2 separate regions of the Zea mays genome follow, and region 1 is linked to region 2. The links are chromatin contacts, called in public Hi-C maps. All regions are on one chromosome and are shown on one strand. The core of a region is the stretch at or near the end of the contact, and the rest is flanking DNA. Distances in the headings are between cores, read along the strand shown. Region 1 holds the start of LOC100191979. Region 2 holds the start of LOC100279520.

Region 1 (6,682 bases), core at 279-2,778, 130 kb after region 2:
GTCCATGCTTAGGATGCAACTACAATTCTGTGCAAGGTAAAGGTTTTGTCAGTAATCACTATGCAACAAAAATAGCAAGACAGGGCTTGCCGATACAAAATTGTACTGAAATAAAAATATGACCTTTAGTATCCAACATAAATGTTTCCAGTTGAGCAATTAACATCATAATGGAATGGTTTAGGTACTGCTATGCGAATTCATTCATAAATGACTGGAAGTAAATGTACAGCACATATACAGAATCAAATGGGCACCAGTATGTTCTAATCTAACTAACATCAAAACCATTATGCTCCCACTTTAATGAAGTAATAAGGACTTTTATACTTGTGTCCTTCCAGAAATGGATATTGAGTACTACAGATGCAAGGCTCTATGAATCACAACAGGAAGAGAGACCCATTCATAGAGGAAAACAGTACTAGGCTACTCTGATAAGAGATTAAATAATTATGTATCGAAATCAATTCACCTTAGAGGTGGAAATGGTGAAAGGTGAACAAACATATCAAATTCACAAGTTCTAAATAAAAAAAAGGAAAACACGACACTCAAAGCATGGTATGCAACCAATATGCTTCGCTATCCCTCCTTACCATTTACAATGCACTATCAATCATTCGATGTTAGATATTAAACCCATCCAACCTTATCTCCAATTTTAGATCAGTGGACTACATCAAGGACAAATCAGCATTTTTTGAAAGCAAATACTTGCTATTTTAGCTTCCATCATGTATGCTAGTGTCCATCTCTCGTGCAGTTTTAATTCACCGTTCAATTCTACTCCAACTCCAAGTTAGCGATGCATTCCCTATATCTACATAGAAGTAGGAAAGTCCTAATGAAGTTTTCTCCCAATGAAAAAAGACTGCAGCGATAGCCTTTGCTTCACAAGTTGATAATAGAGGTTCAAGACTACGATCAATTCCGTCATCAGGATAACACTATGCAATTCCAATTCCATTGAGAGATAATTCTTATTCCCCATGATATATGCAGCCACCGGATCTAAACTGTTCGCCTATGGGTCTGACTAGAATGGTACCAATCATACCACGAACATCACACATCAACCAATGACACAAAGATCTGCCACTTTGTGGTTTGTGCTGCCAACCAAACTCCATTTCGCATGATATTTCAACGTGATCCCAGAGCATCTTCCCAGCGAAAAGCAGGGGCGGACCCAGTAAATAACATGGGTGTACATATGTACACACTAAATATATTTTTTTTTTGCAAAGTAGTCGAAGTTAATAGCCGTGATACATGCATATGCACTTGTAATTAGATCAGATCCGAATACATATAGACAAATAGTAAGTTAGGGTTTGGGTGCAGCGTCTCGCACAGCATGAAGGGGAGACTAAGGGGAGGGCGTACCTTCTCGTGCTCGGCGCCGGCGAAGGGGGGGCAGGAAGACCTGGGCACCGTAGGCGGCAGCGACGGCCGCCCCGGCGTCGCCACGAGAGAGAGAAAGAAATAAGCTGGGGGCGGCGATGGACGAAGAAAAAAAAGCAGACTGCACCGCTGCAGCGTACAGGCAGCTCGGGCCCGTGTATGGAAAATAGATGGACCCCTAGATGTCATTAGATTTTATACTATCTCTTATATGTTATTGAATGATATTTAGAAGATATTTTTTTATGTATATGACATAGAGATCTAAGGTCACATAACAACCCGATAAAAACTATATGAGCTATAATTATAGATGGAGACTCTAAACTTTAGAGTCAAAAAAAATTAAAGATCACTATAATTACGCTCTATTTCTGTTTAATTTAACTAAAATTGATTAAGAGCAAAAAAAATTGTGAAAATACAATTAGATCGTGATCTATTATAACCTATAGCCATATTTAAATTTTTTAAGTAACTCTCGATTTAGAATTTGGATGGTAAAGTAACAAAACTTAACTTTTAACAGTTTTATTTCACAATTCACGTGTCTACAAATTTAAATGTTGGTATTATAAAACAAGGTGCTTTCGAGGAAGTTTCACTCAATATTCTGACTTGTGAGGATGACAAAAACGTTATCGGTGGAGTTTTAATCAATTTCCAATATGCTGAAAAACGGTGCACGCTGTTCATCTCATCTCTCTTCTCGTATTTTTTGTGTAGCGTTGTTTTATTTTTACTAGTGCGTCACCTCATTAAATATAAATAATAATTTTAATAAAACTAGAATAAAATATTTGTAGCCAGCTGTCCTTTTTTATGGGCAATCATATGTATTCTCTACAAAAACTAGTAATAACTAATAACGTGAATTTCCCATGTCGAGAAAAAATGATAGGTTCATATGAGATTCAAAATAAGCAATGAAAATTCCATACGAATTTTAAAATGACTGACACTATATGGTTATGTGGTTCCATATGTTAATTGAAATGCCCAATTTAATGTCAAGAGGTACTGTGAATAGGTTCTACAAACTTTTTAACAAATAATAGTATTTAAAATATAATATTTAGCACACACAAGTAAACCTGGGCTTAGCAGGCCATTGGGTTGCGCTCATAATTTACAGCCCCGAAATTTTGCTTAGGGACAATTTGGATCTCAGTAGTTAAGTTAAATGTAACTAAAGTTTAGCAAACATAAAGAACTAAAAGTGACTAAAATGATATAAAAATATCCTTTCAACTATTTTTAGCTTATGAGGAGATTTAGTCTGTTAGTTTTAGCTCATGTAACCGAGCAGACCCTAGTTAGATTTGCTGATGTTTGAGGATTCATTGACTGACTTGATCTTGATTGATGATCCATCAACATGTGGCTTTACATGAAAGTCAGTGTAGTTGGTTTTTAACGGCTTGCCAAGCTATTGAGCAAAATCCAGCTTAATCAAGTGCATATATTAACTTAGATATTTATATTGAGCTTGCAGTGTTGGGGACTTGTTCTCAAATGCTATGAATTAAGAACAAGGCAACATAGAATGTTAAATGATACTGTCCTTCGTCCGCGAAGCATTATACCTTTGAGGATAATGGATCTTAGACGAAGGTTGATAAGCGTCTTATTACGAAGTTGAACCTTCGTAATAAATTTTCAATAAACGTTGTAGAATAATGCAAAGTAAAAGGTAAGAATGAATAAATGATCCACAGATGCATTATATAATATTCACTTAATATATTGAATCATAAAATACAATGATACCTATGCCTTGACAAAGGTTGTATTCCGAGAAATGCGATTGCAAAAATGTCAGAAAAAGCGTGAACAGTAACGGAATACTGTTCACTATTTATAGGCACAGGACGCAGCCTGTGAGGAATTACAAGTATGCCCCTTATAAGAACTTACAACGTTGACTCAGACCTTTATGGACTAAAAGGTCATTCTATCTTTAAGTCGGTTTGTAATGCCGAAGCTCTGCGAAAAGGCACCTTCGGCTATCTTGTGCGAACAGCTTCATCCGAGGATCACTTCTTTCTATAAGACCTTCGGCGACGAAGCATAGACCCAACAGTAGCCCCTTTCGCGGTGCTAGATCGTTTTTCGTAACGAGCTTGATCCGTGAAAAAAGTTTCTTAAGCTTCAGAGCGCCGAAGGTCTCAAAAAACACCTTCCCTGAGCTCGTTGTCGAGAAACGATTGGATTTCCCTGCGCGCAGCGGCCCCACCTTGCAGAGTTACTGTTCGGTCACTGCGGTCCACCGTACAGCGAGTGCGAGCGGGTGTCCGCCTGGTGTAAAACTCCTGGCGCTTCACCTTCTTACCTGCGGCACTATATAAACAGACGAGTAGGTGTGAAGTTACCACAGCATTTACTGTTATTTGCACTGTTTTGCTGCCAAAATTTTTAACCATCGCCGAAGCTTGTTTGTCAGATTTGAACGAAGCTCCATCTTGAAGCCTGCTTCGGAGAAAAAAGTATCAAAGTTTCACAAGTTCATAATTAAATGGCCAGAGTTCGCTCTACAGCTAGGGTTGAGCGTGAGGGGGACGAAACTGAAGCTTCGGAGACTGTGCCCATCTCCGAAGCGATGCAGCGCTCCGGACTGGTGACTGCGGAAGAAATGCCTGCTGCCGAAGCAAACCCGACAGCTGCCGAAGGAGAAGGGAACATTGAAGAAACCGACTCCGAAGATGACTACCGTATTGCCATGCCCAGCAAACCCAGCCACCTAGACTTCGGAAAATCGACTGTTTCAAAGGTTGATCTCGCCAAGATGGTGAAAGCAGGTTTTTTCAGTGAAGATCAGAAGAAGCTACTTCGCTTCGGGGGAGAAGAGACCACCCCGAAGCCAGAGAAGGACGAGGTTGTCATCTTCAAAAGCTTTTTAAAGGCTGGGCTAAGATTCCCTGTTCACGAGATTGTTGCGGAGATATTGAAGAGGTTTGGCATCTACCTTCACCAGTTAACTCCTAACGCTATCGTTAGGCTTAGCGTTTATATTTGGGCCCTCCGAAGCCAAGCAGTGGAGCCTTTTGCTGACAGTTTCTGTCGAGTTCATGAATTGCATTATCAAACAAAGGCCAGAAAAGATGGGCTTCATGAAAACTTCGGTTGCTACAATTTTGCCTACCGGAAAACCGCAAAGTTTCCTGTAATCAGCTACCGAAGCAAATGGCCGGCAGGCTGGAAATCAGAATGGTTCTATGTCAAGGTTGATGAGGACAAGGAGAAGCTTGTGCAAAGTCCACTCGAGCTAACTTTCGGAGAAACCCGACCCCACTGCAACATGACACCAGAGGGTCAAACTCAACGGGCAATGGATGAATTCAGAATCATTGCAGAGCATATTGGTACCAGGGATCTGGTTCAAGAATTCTTAGCATTCAAAGTCTTCCCTACTCTGAAAAAATGGGAAATGCCAAAGTTAAAGGGGGAGAAGAAGGAAGGGGATCTTGTCCGGCTTCCTTACCACTTCAAATTCAAGAAATATTTTAAGAAGCCCTGCCAAGAGTGGCTGGATACAGTTGAGGTGATGTCTAATGAAATTCTTGGAAATTATTCGAAAAAAGAAGATCAACTGATGACAGCAGCCTTCGGCACCCGTCCGAAGCGAAGGCTGAACCGAGTGCTTGATGCACTGGGTTTCGAATATCCTGATTATGCGCAGCTGAACAAGGGTGCTGAGGGCCAGAGAAGAAAAAGAGCGGCCGAAGCTTTAAACAAGGATGAAGAACAACCACCAAAAAAGAAGAAAATTGTCAAGAGAAAAATATCAACTCCAAAGCGAAAACTATCCGAAGAAGAGGGGACCCCCACACCACCTTCTACTAGCGACGTGGAGGAAATTCTAAAGGTAATGACTGAACCCATGCCCACGAAGCTAAGTCCATTAGGGCCTCGACTGACGAAGCTTTTTCAAAAGGTGGCGGAGCCGGAAAAAACGAAGATAGCCAAAGCGAAAAGGCAAAGAATTATTGCCGTAACAGAAGTTATTGACAAGACGCCACCGAGGGCGTCAATTCAGAAAACACCAGCTGTTGAGGGCACAGAAAATGTCGAAGTCGCACCTTCGGAGGTCGCGGCTACCGAAGCCGCTACAGCCGAAGATGCAAACTTAGAATCTACTATTGAAGACATCAACAAAATTTTAACAGACATGGCTGCAGAAGAAGCTGCCACCACTGCTGAAGAAACCATGGCCACAGTGCCTGGGAAAGGGAAAGAAATAGCCGAAGACACTTCGGACGACGAAGCCTACTCATTTCAAAATTTAGTCGGGCAAAAACTGTCGAAGGCCGAAAAAGAAGAGCTTAAGGAATACGCCAAATCTTGCGGATACAAGCCAGGAGCTCTTCTATTTGGAGGCATTGATGATGAAAAACTGGGCTGCATCCAGGACTCAGCTGGGGCTAAGGTCATCGGTACTCTATCAAAGAGTATCGGTTTTCCGAAACTAGAGACAGACATCAGCCGCTACCGACGACAACATATCGTCGGCAGCTTATTTTATTCAAATTTCAAGGTAAACATCCTTCTCTCTAACTTCTATTGTTTTTTAATAATGGCAATATTCTTTAACGAAGGTTGTTTATTTGCAGAGCATGCTTCTAAGCAAAGCTTTGAGGATGCAGCAAGATCTAGAAGATAAGAAGCACGAAGCTATAATTGAAAATTTAGAGAGCAAGATAAAAGAACAATCAGCTATTATTGAAAAGAAAGACTTCGAACTTCAATCAACCGAAGGCTTGCTGGCAGAGACTGAAGCCAAAGTAGCAGAATTGAATTCGAAGCTTCTCTGCCAATCAAAACAATTTGAACAAGAGAAGCTAGAACTTGATTCGAAACTTGAAGCCGAAGTCCAAGCCAACTCAAATTTGAAGAAATCATTAACAAGCCTTCAGGATAAATGTTTGAATTTTAGCAACAATTGTATCCAACAACTAAAGAAGATCTTTTACTCAGTTGGAGCCAGCAGCGGGAAATTTACCCCTTCGGATGAAGATTTACCAAAAGCCTTCGATCATATCGAAGCTGAAATTGAAGAACTTGACGAAGTTATAGCTGGGCACGGTGACTTCTGTGCCTGGGTAGCTTCTCGGGGTACTACTGCAGCATTCCTGAAGGCTGGCTGCGAGCATGGAAAGATTGTCAACAGGCCCAACTTCGCCCTGTCTCCATCAATTCTCGACGACATTCCTGACCTCGCCCGGAGCATCTCAAATAGATTCATAAAAATGATATGGACAAAAGGCGGGCGAGAGAA
Region 2 (6,645 bases), core at 2,383-4,882:
GCTAGTGGTTCACCTCGCGTCCGCTCCCGCTACCTGTTGCTTGATGAAGATTTATTTCCCGTTTTTCCTCCTCCTCTCTGTCTCCCCCTCGCCTCGATTAGATGACGCGGCGGCGTGCTGCGATAATGGCGGCCTCCCCCTGCAGCTGCTCACTTCGCTTTCGGTCCGGAGGCGAAGGGGGCAGGAATCATCATTGCGGCCGCCCGGCTGGACGGGGCCCATCGGCGCCGTACGTGGGGCGATCAGGTGCGTTCGAGGCGGCGCCAACGGCTGGAAGGGCGCTGCAAAAGGACGTGCGGGTCCATAGGGGGAGGAGTCGTTTCAGCCTGGCCGAGGATAACGGATCGAGATTACGTGTGGCGTTAATCGCGACGGGGAATCAACCGAGTTGGCGTGCAAGTAGCGTCACGCAGCCGTGCTTTGGGCTAGGAAATTCTCCGCCTCACGGAAATGGCTGGAGGTCGAATCATTGCCTAAACTTAATAATATTCTTCTTGTTGTTGTCGTCGTCGTCTTGTTGATATCATTATTGAAATAGCGGGTGCCGTATTATTTTTTAGATGTAGGTAACCAGTCTTATTTCCTTTAAAATTACTTGACATGCAGGTAAGGATGTCAATTTTCCTGTGAGAGCCGATCTAAAATGAGGCGAGGATGAGGGTAAAGCGAAACTAGGGATGACAACAGTAAATAGCAATAGCTCCTCATCTCACGGGGATCTACACAAACGATATGGGGGACGTTTCTTCCCATCACTGTTCGTCGTGAAGATTAATCTATGTCGGGAATTCTCGTCCCGGTTTAAATTATAATTAGAATATACATCATTTGTTATTAATCTAAAATATTGTCACTTATACACATTATCGGACGTAAGAAAATCATTATATGTGCATCAAAATAAACATATTTGCAAAATAAACGGTCTCTTGACAAGTTAATTATTTATTTTTATCATTAACTATTAACAAAAAACATCGTCACGTGTAAGTTTAACGGTTCAACAATTGATCCCTACAAGTTCTCGGGGTTAGGTTCCCGACGAGGACATAGCAAAATCCTCCGTGTTAAGCATTTTAGGATCGAGACAGAAAATAGGTTTTGAGAATCGAGGCCTCCGCCCCTGTCCCCGCCTAGCTGTTATCCCTAGATATAGGCTTAGGGTATACTTGGTTGCAATGATGGGACGAGACTGGATGATCCCTTAGATAAGGATGTTTAGTTCAGGGTGAGAGATTGGGACAGGACTATTCCGGTTTCGTCACCAGCTTTCCGTTAGAATTAGACGGACGATAGGGGGGTGTGGTTGTGCCCGACTGCCCCCGCAACCAAACACACCCTTAAACGAATATGTAGTTGCCCATTTATTATAGTGTTGAGAGAAACCAAACGTTTGTAGCATCCATTTGGCCGGATCTAGGAATGGCAACGGGTATATACCCGTCGGGTATTACTATTCCATACCTGTACCCTATCAAAAAAAATTTCTACCCGTCGGGTAACCCATACCCGCTAGAAAAGTCTTAAATTCAATATACCAATCGCTCAAAATATTAAATAAACATATAAAAACAACTTCAACTTCACATGTAACAAATCATATGATTACATAACTTGGTATCTAGACAAATGATAGCTAGAGAAGGGTTTTATTTTAGTTAAGATGAGCTCTATTAGATGGTTATAGTTGTATTGATGCGGGTATATTTTACCCATGAGTAGACAGGTATGGGTAGTTCCAACCCGTACCCGTCTACCCAACGGGTAGAGGTTTTTACTCATTAACATACCCACGAGTAGAGAAATTATCTCGTACCCGCCTTCATATCGGGTAAAACCCGTCGGGTATTCTGGTTTCGGGTACTCATTGCTATCTCTAGCCGGATCCTTATCTAGTCCGATCTACGTTACAAAAATATTTGCAATTTTGCAACCCGCAAGTGGTGGCTATTTGCTATTATGCTATGATTTATTATGGGTTTATCCGTGTCTATAATTCGTAGACCTAATACTATATTAGCGAAGCCCGCTGCTTGCCGGCGATGGTGAAATTGCAAATCCCTCTGCAGTTTAGAGCAGGCAGAGCTGCTCAGCTGGAGAAGTCATAGATCACGACTTGTATGTTCATTTTACGAGAAGAACGAACAAAACACTCGTTAAAAAGAAAAGCAGTGTTTGCTACGGCTGCTGATGCAGGAAAAGAGCCAAAATGTCACGAGAAAAACTGTACCAAACAAACTCTACATATGGAGCTGGTTAGATTATCGTAGCAGCATGTTTGCGTGGATGACATTCATTTTTCATCCAAAAAAAACAGCCAACGCTTGGGCCAATTTAACGAAGAAGGGCCCGCCCGGGAGCACTCCACACTGTCGTGCAGCCCAACTTTCCGTTCGCAGGCCTCTTCGTCGCCACTCGCTGGTGAAAGTGGCTATTTTTTTTTTTAAAATAAAATCAACGGACTCATCAAGAAACACGGGAACACCATTGGGGCACCGAGAGGGAGTAGTAGTAACGAGTAAACAAAAAGTAGTGGGGGGGTGCACGTCCAGCAAGTCGAATGACATTTTGTGCTCAACATTTTGCAGGATCAATCAACGACGGCGGCGGCAAAAAACGGAGAGCGGATCTAGCGTATCTCCGCTAATCACTTGATTACCGGCCAAAGGACGATACGGTCCAATACAAATCATTCATCCACTAGGCCATTAATAATTAGACAAACAAAGCACCTGTGTTAACGTGTGGCAAGCAAGCAAGCAAGTGGGAGGATTTATATGTTGTTATTATAAGTGGCGGCATCATCATTATAGTATGTACACGATGCGGTGCCATGCACCTGGACTACTAGTACGCTTGGGGAATGGGGATGGGTGCAACGGTAGAGGAAGGTCTGGCTGGAGTCGGTGTGCAGTGCATGCATCCGGCCCGGGTCTGGGTGCTCGGTGGGTGGGGTAGGCGGCTGACAGGGAGAGGCGGCGGCTAGGTTCGCTGCACGCGCGGAGGGGCGTGACAAAACAGGAGTGGCGTGTGGTGCGGGGACCTGTCAAAGCGTTTCTGCGCCAGGTGTTGTTAGGACATGTACACTGACTGTGTTTACCAAACGTAAAAAAAACTCAAGACATATATGATGATGAAGACACAATGTACTCTATATTCAAGACATGAGACCAGGAGTGGCTCGTTAGCTTATTTAAATTCTGTGAAAGTTATCCGTTATAATGTTTTGCTAGTTATTTTTTTAAAAAAAAAAACTATTGTCACGTTCAAGTTCGACACGCGTGCATGAAAAATCTGGATTCGAGCTCTACCCCACGCACTACCCGTCCAGCGCGGAGGTTCATGGATCCAGCTCGCTGCGTGCGGTGCAGTGCAACTTGGCGCCACGAGGGTCGAGGGGCACGCGACGCGACGTCGAGGCCCCCGCTCTGTCCCTTGGGTTGGCCGCACCGCGCACCAAGGGTGCGTGCGAGATTTCTCCCCCGATCCGATTCATCCTCTCCGCGGCTCCGCCCCGCCCCGCCGCAGTGCCACACGCAAGCGGGCCAGCCCCCACTTTCTCACTCCCCTCCCTCTCTAGCCTATATTCCTCTCCCATCTCTTTGCCGTTTTCTTTTCCTCCCAGGTCGGTGGTCTCCTCCACTATCCCCACAGAGGTTCCCCTTCTCCTTCCTTCCTTCGCTTCCTTTTTTTCCCCTGTCGCCGGCGGCGATAGGGTCCCGTTTTTCTTGCTTCGGCGGGCTGTAAATGCTTCCGGTCCTCTCCGGCGGTCCAGATCCGGCGGTGACCGTGCTCCTGTTCGTTCTCCTGGTCTTGATTCGATTGGGAGGGGAAGGGGTTCCTTCGGTCTTGGGAAATTCGAAGACATGCCTGCGCTCTACGCTTATTACGGAGGTGAGGAGGGCGAAAAACCTCTTCTTTCTTCTTATTTTCTTCGGAGCTTTGTTTTGATTTGAGATTTACGCTGGGAGGAAGTGATTACGTGTGCTCTTCCGTTCTGATTTTGATTGCTTCAATGGACAGATGGCGGGTGCCTCGTCTCGGCGCCGGCTGAGCTGGCCGGGCTCTTCTGCCGCGGCGCCGTGCAGCAGCGGAAGCGCACGCTGGTGACCGCGTCCGCGGTCGCCGCGGCGGCGGCCGAGTTCGTGAGGGCGGCCAAGAAGCAGAGGCAGCTGCCGCTGCCGTCGCTCGACGCGCTCCCAGACGAGTGCCTCTTCGAGATCCTGCGCCGCGTGCCCGGCGGCCGCGGCCGCGGCGCCTCCGCCTGCGTCTCCCGCCGCTGGCTCGCGCTCCTCGGCAGCATCCGGGCCTCCGAGCTCGGCCAGGCCGCGGCGGCGGCGGCGGACACCCCGTCGCTGCCCGACCTGAACGAGGAATTCGTCATGGAGGAGGATAATGAGGAGTCCCCCGCGGATCGGTGCGTCGACAGGGTCCTAGAGGGCAAGGAGGCCACCGACGTCCGCCTGGCCGCCATGGCCGTCGTCGCCGGATCCCGTGGCGGGCTGGAGAAGCTCGCCGTCCGCGGCAGCCACCCGACCCGTGGCGTCACGGACCAAGGACTGTCGGCGGTTGCACGCGGCAGCCCCAACCTCAGCTCGCTCGCGCTCTGGGATGTGCCTCTTATCACCGATGCTGGGCTCGCGGAGATTGCTGCCGGGTGTCCCTCGCTCGAGCGTCTGGATATCTGTCGATGTCCCCTCATCACAGACAAGGGCCTCGTCGCTGTTGCGCAGGGGTGCCCCAACTTGGTGTCTCTGACCATTGAGGCATGCCCCGGTGTTGCCAATGAGGGCCTGAGGGCGATTGGCCGCAGCTGCGTGAAGCTGCAAGCTGTGAACATCAAGAACTGCCCTCTTGTTGGTGACCAAGGCATTTCCAGCCTGGTGTGCTCTGCTACCGCTGCTCTTACAAAGATCCGGCTCCAGGGATTGAACATAACTGATGCTTCGCTTGCTGTGATTGGATACTATGGGAAAGCCATCACTGACCTTACACTTACTCGTCTCGCTGCTGTTGGTGAGAGGGGTTTCTGGGTGATGGCTAATGCTGCTGGCCTGCAGAATCTCAGGTGCATGAGTGTTACCTCTTGCCCTGGAGTCACCGATCTTGCGCTTGCTTCTATTGCCAAGTTCTGCCCGAACTTGAAGCAGCTGTACCTCAGGAAGTGCGGATATGTGTCAGATGCTGGCCTCAAGGCGTTCACAGAATCAGCAAAGGTGTTTGAGAACTTGCATCTCGAGGAATGCAACCGGGTTTCTCTTGTCGGTATTCTTGCTTTCCTCCTCAACTGCAGAGAGAAGTTCAGGGCTCTATCGTTGGTGAAATGCATGGGGATCAAGGATATCTGCTCTGCGCCTGCACAACTTCCTCTTTGCCGATCACTTCGTTTCCTTACAATCAAGGATTGCCCAGGTTTCACCGATGCAAGCTTGGCTGCGGTGGGGATGATTTGCCCTCAGTTGGAGCAGGTTGACCTGAGTGGTCTTGGTGAGGTCACTGACAACGGGCTTCTTCCATTGATCCAGTCTTCTGAAGCTGGTCTGGTCAAGGTTGACTTGAGTGGTTGCAAGAACATTACAGATGTGGCTGTCTCCTCCCTGGTGAAGGGACATGGAAAATCTCTGAAGAAAATCAACCTTGAGGGTTGCAGCAAGATAACAGATGCTATCCTCTTCACCATGTCTGAGAGCTGCACCGAGCTTGCGGAGCTTAATCTTTCAAACTGCATGGTTAGTGACTACGGTGTTGCCATCCTGGCATCTGCAAGGCACCTCAAGCTCCGTGTTCTCTCACTGTCAGGCTGCTCTAAGGTTACTCAGAAGAGCGTGCTGTTCTTGGGCAACCTTGGCCAGTCTATAGAGGGCCTCAATCTTCAGTTCTGTGACATGATTGGCAACCACAACATTGCATCGCTGGAGAAGAAGCTCTGGTGGTGTGACATCCTTGCATAGGCAGACAAGATGGTCCATTGCTGGAAGGGCTCATGTCTAGTCTACTGGGAGCCACCTCCAGATGCAGATATACGACCGTAGCAGTAGCACAACCAGGTGATCTTCAGGTTTTTGGCTCGCATGCGATGCGAGTGATGATGGTGGGCTTCCGCATTGTTCAAGGACCAGTTGTTTTAGGGGGTGCTTTCTAGTCAAGTGCTCGTTTTTCACAGATCACCTCTCGGGAGGTTTATCTGTTTTTTGAGCCTTGGCTGCCATCACTGGCATCCTGCCCCTCGATCCAGACACTGGTCCTTGCCTTATAGTCATATAAGGTTTTTTAGGTTGCCATAGTGTCCAAGTCCTTTTTCGTTTTACTGCTTCCTGGTTATGAAGTTGCAGGCATCCGTGATCCATTGGCAGCTCTGGACTATCACAATTCTAACTCAAGAACCAGATGCTGGTGTCATCTTTTCCAGGGCTGCTGATGCTGGAGCGTCTGTGGATTTGTGCAGTGTGTTTGGTTGTCGAGTTTTGAGTTTGTTTTTAGTCTTGATGTGTTGTGTGCTGTTCATGTTCTCCATGGTGTGTAAGGGTCATGTAGGGTTGCATCTTTTTTACAGTCTCTCTGGGATGCTTGGTGTTCATGGTGATCTTGGCCAATGCTAGGCGCATACTAGAAGCCTTGCCTTGACAACCTTTTATGGTTTTTTTG

What was found. Hi-C and Micro-C count contacts between places; a contact is called where the count stands out from the background.
Region 1: a contact with region 2 is called in a Hi-C map of leaf, with 5 times the contacts expected there. The contact joins the promoter of LOC100191979 here to the promoter of LOC100279520 in region 2. A contact is called at or near these places in 3 of 25 Hi-C or Micro-C datasets (bundle sheath, ear and leaf).

The regions. Positions count from the first base shown.
Region 1 is chr4:241,560,474-241,567,155 of Zm-B73-REFERENCE-NAM-5.0, forward strand. LOC100191979 reads right to left here and starts at 1,529. Exons shown (of 2, transcript NM_001137403.1): 1 at 1,390-1,529; 2 at 1-27. The coding sequence starts at 6.
Region 2 is chr4:241,423,828-241,430,472 of Zm-B73-REFERENCE-NAM-5.0, forward strand. It overlaps LOC100279520, which reads left to right and starts at 3,633. Exons shown (of 2, transcript NM_001317823.1): 1 at 3,633-3,894; 2 at 4,024-6,645. The coding sequence starts at 3,867. The coding sequence ends at 5,951. LOC100275083 reads right to left here and starts at 94. Exons shown (of 5, transcript NM_001149269.1): 1 at 1-94.